2 separate regions of the Mus musculus genome follow, and region 1 is linked to region 2. Evidence: chromatin contacts called from public promoter capture Hi-C data. All regions are on one chromosome and are shown on one strand. The core of a region is the stretch at or near the end of the contact, and the rest is flanking DNA. Distances in the headings are between cores, read along the strand shown.

Region 1 (2,700 bases), core at 86-2,585, 130 kb before region 2:
TCTCTGTTTCCACTGTCTTTTTAAACTCCTATGCACTTTAGAAATGCCCAGGCAAACAGATCCATTCATCTTTCCCTTCTTCCAGTGCATCAATCCACTGGCCTCATGTTGGTCTTTCCATTGCAATATCATGAACTGGATACAATGAGGACCACAGTTCCTGAGTTGTGGAAACTTATAGCTCAGGACAGAGAGAACTAACTCCTTTACCAACTGAACTATCTTCCTGGCCTTTCCTTTCTTTCTCATTATTGTGGATGCTGCAGGCCTCGTAGGTGCTCTGTAACTGTGCCACACCCCTAGCATCTCATAGCAAGATTCTAGGCAGGGGCTCCACCAGAGCCACGCCCCCAGCCCCTCACTGGAGGATTCTAGGCAGGGCTCTACCACTAAGCCACGCCCCCAGCCCCTCACTGGAGGATTCTAGGCAGGGCTCTACCACTGAGCCACGCCCCCAGCCCCTCACTGGAGGATTCTAGGCAGGGCTCTACCACTAAGCCACGCCCCCAGCCCCTCACTGGAGGATTCTAGGCAGGGCTCTACCACTAAGCCACGCCCCCAGCCCCTCACTGGAGGATTCTAGGCAGGGCTCTACCACTGAGCCACGCCCCCAGCCCCTCACTGGAGGATTCTAGGCAGGGCTCTACCACTGAGCCACGCCCCCAGCCCCTCACTGGAGGATTCTAGGCAGGGCTCTACCACTAAGCCACGCCCCCAGCCCCTCACTGGAGGATTCTAGGCAGGGCTCTACCACTAAGCCACGCCCCCAGCCCCTCACTGGAGGATTCTAGGCAGGGCTCTACCACTAAGCCACGCCCCCAGCCCCTCACTGGAGGATTCTAGGCAGGGCTCTACCACTAAGCCACGCCCCCAGCCCCTCACTGGAGGATTCTAGGCAGGGCTCTACCACTAAGCCACGCCCCCAGCCCCTCACTGGAGGATTCTAGGCAGGGCTCTACCACTAAGCCACGCCCCCAGCCCCTCACTGGAGGATTCTAGGCAGGGGCTCTACCACTGAGCTACACTCACATTGTCTCATTATAGAATATGAAAGAAAAGGTGAAGCTTGAGGGACACCCTTCCTACAGCTCTGTACATGGGGATGTAGGCTGGAGAGGAGGGACTGAAGGAGGCCGCTAAACCAGGTTCTGCAAGTCAGATGCCAGTGGGCCCCACAAGTACCCAGAGGAACAACTGCACCTCCAAGAGTGAACTGAGGGTCTTCCCTGGTTACCTGTGCTATGAACGAATCATGAAGGGAAGGGTGCGGTGGCCACTCCAGGTCTACACAGGGCCCCAGGCTGGGGACTTTGATAATGTCCTTTGTGGGGCCAGCTGTGGAAAGAAAGGAGAGAAGCTGTGAGTGAGGAAGGTTATCAGCTGGCAAAAGACATGCATGGAGGGACAGGGACGGGAGAGATGGAGGAAGGGAAGAGCCTGGAAGAGAGTGAGGACAGGAAAGAGCGGGAGGTCTGGAAAGACAAGGGAACACGTTTTTTTTATAATCTTGACACTGGGGAGGCTGAGGCAAGAGGATGGACAGTTGTAGGTAAACCTGGGCTACATAAGATTATGTTTTAAAACAACTTAAAAAGAAGTAAACAACCACTGCTGCTAAACTGGATTACAGCTAAGGACTATTGTTAACTAGTTTACTTACCACAAAGCACATCATGTAACTCAGGCTGGCCTGTGAACTTGAGTTCCTCTCACCTCAGCCCCCAATGCCAGGACTGTACTGTGTCCCACCAGAACAGGCCCCCGTTATTAAGTTTTTAAAGGGGTAACAAAAAGAGAGAGGAGGAAGAAAGATAGAAAACCACAAGTTTAAAGGCACACAAAGCAATCTTACATACTATTGGAAGAACAAGGTCTATGGTGTGCATACACATATGTAACACCACGGCACACACTGTACCAAATCACTTACTGATACTTCAGCTTAATATAAAATACCCAGTTCTGGTTCTGTATCATTATTCTTGGTTCTAGGGTATGAGCCCAGATAATTATGTTTGAATTAAGTGATTATTTTATCACTGAGCCACGCCCCCAGTCCCTCACATGGGGGAATTTCAGGCAGCTGCTTTTCCACTGCTGTAACACCACCAGCCTTCTAGAGGCTATCCTTTTTCTGGAAGTGGGGAGGAGGGCTAGGGGATAATGGACGGACATGCCCTCACTTTGTAGCCCTGGCTGACCTGGAATTCATAAAGGCCTGCCTCTGCTTCCAAAGGATGGAGATTAATGGTGTGTGCTACAACTTCTGGCCCTATGGCCAGTTATTATTTGAAACAGGTGTGTTGTATTAAGCAGCCACAATAGTCCCTGAAACATGCCATCTGTGTCCTGGGGGATAAAGGGTCAGGTTCCCGTAGGCCTGTGGGCACAACTGCTCCATCAACCACTCAATGCAGGGCCTTGGTTTCTGGCAAAGGTACCTTATCTCAGATATACTAGTGCCCCCTCACTGAGGTCACTAATGGCGCTCACCTCATACATCGACTCTCTCTGCCAGACACTCTATAGCCTCTATGGCTGACAAGTGTCCAGGGGACATTTCATATAAGGAACTCATCAGAAAATAAAATGTCTGGCCACACAGACAGGCCCACACCTGTGATCCCATCTCCTAGAATGCAGAGGCAGGAGGATGGTGAGTTTGAGGCCAGCCTGGACCTACATAGCAAGACTCTGTCT
Region 2 (2,700 bases), core at 145-2,644:
TCAGATGCCAAGATCCTGACTTCCCAGGCTCCAACTTCCAAAAGCCAGGCCGAAGCGTGGGAAGCTTCAGGGAGTTGGAATTTCCCTCTCCTGGCAGCAGGCCCAAGAGTGTCCCTCCAGAGCTGGCAGCGGGCACGCTGCTGGCAAAGCCAGCCTTCTCTTCCTGTTGTACCATTTTGTGCTCAGCACCTGTCACCTGTCCTCTAGAAAGAGGGAGCCTGGAGTGGCGTTTGTCCTGAGGGTAGTGATGGGAAGGCGAGTGATGCACACATCCTGAGGTGTGTGCATGTGTGCACTTGCAGGCATGAGTGCTTGCACCTGTGCACCTAGTTGTAGTCAACCACCTGAAGGCTTCAGAATCCTAGGACGTTTGGCTTAGGACTTGGCAGTTGGGGGGAAGTTAAGAAGGGGTCTTATGTAGCTAAAGCTGGCCTCTAGCCAAGGGTAACCTTCAACTCCTGATTCACCTCCACTTCTTGATTGCTGGGATTGCAGGCATGCACCACCATGCATAGTGTATACTGTACTGAGGGCAGAGCCCAGGCTTAGTGCATGTTTGGCAAACATGCTACCAACTGGTCCACATCATCAGCCCCCTCCCCCAAAACTGTTTTGATCTAGGTCTTGCTATGGGGATGGCTTGGAACTCAGCCATCCTCCTGTCTCAGCCCCCTGAGTATGGGGATCAAACAGATGTGTGCCGCCACACTGGGTGATCTTGATCCTTCCTTGCCTTGCGAGCCAAGAGGCAGTACAGCATGCGGTAAAGATACAGAACCTGAAGCCACAGTTGCTGCCTCAGTTTCCCCCTCGTAATGTCAAAATGGAGCTAACAACATCTACCTCTGGGGATTGGGAGTGAGACCGTGTTTTGGCGTGGCAGGGGCAGAGGGAATGGTTCTTGTCGTACCTGGGCACTCTGGTAGCAGTTCCCTGTCTTCTGTAAGGTGCTCTGAGCAGGCTGAGCCTGTGAACTTGGAAAGATCTGCCTCCCGACATTCCTTCCCCCACTTCCCCCAGGTCTGCCAGCCTGTGGCTATTTGTAGCAATGACTACATCTCTGGGCCCTTGTATGGAGGGGTTGCTATGCGTGTGTGATCAAAGAGAGGGACTGGGATACCACAGCACAGACTGGTGTACGAACTTGCGCCCTCCATCGCTGTCCTCGGATTCTAGTGCTGAACCCCAAGATTGGGCAACCTGCAGCCCCAGCCCTGCCAAGCCCCTCTACCACCCACTAGCTTCCTTGGCTACGCCCCTTTCCGGGCTCCTCCCTCCTGCCCCTTTGCAGGGCATAGTCTCTGTTCTGTAGCCCCGCCCCTGGTCACGCCTCCTCATATTGGCTCCTCCCTCGGCGGTTCTCTAGTCTGAGCTCCCAGGCCTCACTCCCTCCCATAAACCCTACCCTCTCCTGGCTCCTCTTTTCCTCCAGCGACTATATCCCTCCTCCTGGTGGTCCTTTCCCCAGCTCCCCTGTGCCCACTCTCTCTCCTCCTTCAACTCCTCCCTCTTCCAGGCTGTCCCTGTCCTCCAACCCACAACTACCCTGTTCCCACACACCACCCTGCCTAAATTTCCTCTCTCCCACCTCCTGGTGGTCCTTTCCCCAGCTCACTTGTCCCACCCCCTCCCGTCAGCGGCAACTCCCTCCTTCAGCCTAGACTCTCTTAACGGCTGATTCCCCCGCCCCAGTTCCTCTGTCCCCGCCCCCTTCCCCCGGCCTCCTCCCAAGCTGTATTCCCCTACCTCTCCAGTCTAGCCCCCTCTCCGGGGCTGCTCTCTCAACTCCCCCCTTTTCTCTGTCCCCGCCCCCTCCCCTGGGCTCCGCCCTCCTCCCGGCCCCTTCCCGGTTCCCCTCCTCGCATCCCCTCTCCTCCCTCCTCCCTGCTCTCCCTCAGTCCCCGGCTCCTCTCCCTCTTTCTCCCTTTTCTCCTCGGGCGGAGGCGCCCACCGCGGGGGCCCAGCGGGGACCGGCCCGGCCGCAAGGCAGGTAAGAGCCCGGCGTGGCCGTCCGGAGCCTCTGGGGTTGCGGGAATCCAGGCTGCGCCGCATCGTCAAGTGCGGGGGCTTTCTGAGCCCTGGCTCTGAGTCCTGGCTGCTCCGCTTTCAGCGTGCGCCATGTGTATGGTGTATGTCTGTCTGTCCGTCTCTGGGCACCTGGGTCTGTCTCTCCCCTCCCTCTTCTCCCTCTGCCTGCAGCCAACTCACACCCACACACCTCTGTCTCCGCCCCTGATGCACGGGGAACCTGGAGGAGGCAGATTCCCCGCAGTGTGGACTCCCCCGAGGGCCTGAAGTGCCCCCAACTCCTCCTCACCCCATTTTAGCCCAGGTCTCTCCATCCTCTCAACCTTGACTTTCTGAGACTGGTCCTGCCTACAGCCTAACCAGTGTAATAACATTTGACCAGTCCTTCCAAAGTCTAACTCCCATATCTCTCACTGTCCATTCATTCTTTGGACAACTCTGAGGCACTGTGCTACTCCTGGGCACTGTTCTAAGATCAGGCTAGACAGGTCCTTCTCACAGTCTCACTTCCTCCAGCCTCACACCTTCACAGCGAGGTTGGGTGGGAAAGCAGAAACCTTCTGGGGACTCTACAAAGGGGCTCAGCCTGACGTTTTCCTTCCCTCGGGAAGGGCTCCAGAGAAGGTAGGCGAGGTGCTAACCAACACCTGGGCCAGAGCTGGGGTGAGCTTT

Evidence for each region. Promoter capture Hi-C pulls out the DNA fragments that hold promoters and counts their contacts.
Region 1: a contact with region 2 is called in a promoter capture Hi-C map of macrophages, with 8 read pairs. The contact joins the promoter of Bicra here to the promoter of Slc8a2 in region 2. A contact is called at or near these places in 8 of 39 promoter capture datasets (the C10 cell line, the HPC-7 cell line, cranial neural crest and 4 more), 1 of 484 Hi-C or Micro-C datasets (nephron progenitors), 5 of 115 datasets of contacts at active chromatin or transcription factors (CD8 T cells, bone marrow-derived macrophages, double positive thymocytes and 2 more) and 4 of 9 other capture datasets (adipose tissue, liver, macrophages and 1 more).

The regions. Positions count from the first base shown.
Region 1 is chr7:15,998,160-16,000,859 of GRCm38.p6, forward strand. Bicra (BRD4 interacting chromatin remodeling complex associated protein) reads right to left here and starts at 1,336. Exons shown (of 14, transcript NM_001081418.1): 1 at 1,235-1,336.
Region 2 is chr7:16,128,432-16,131,131 of GRCm38.p6, forward strand. It overlaps Slc8a2 (solute carrier family 8 (sodium/calcium exchanger), member 2), which reads left to right and starts at 1,395. Exons shown (of 10, transcript NM_148946.3): 1 at 1,395-1,990.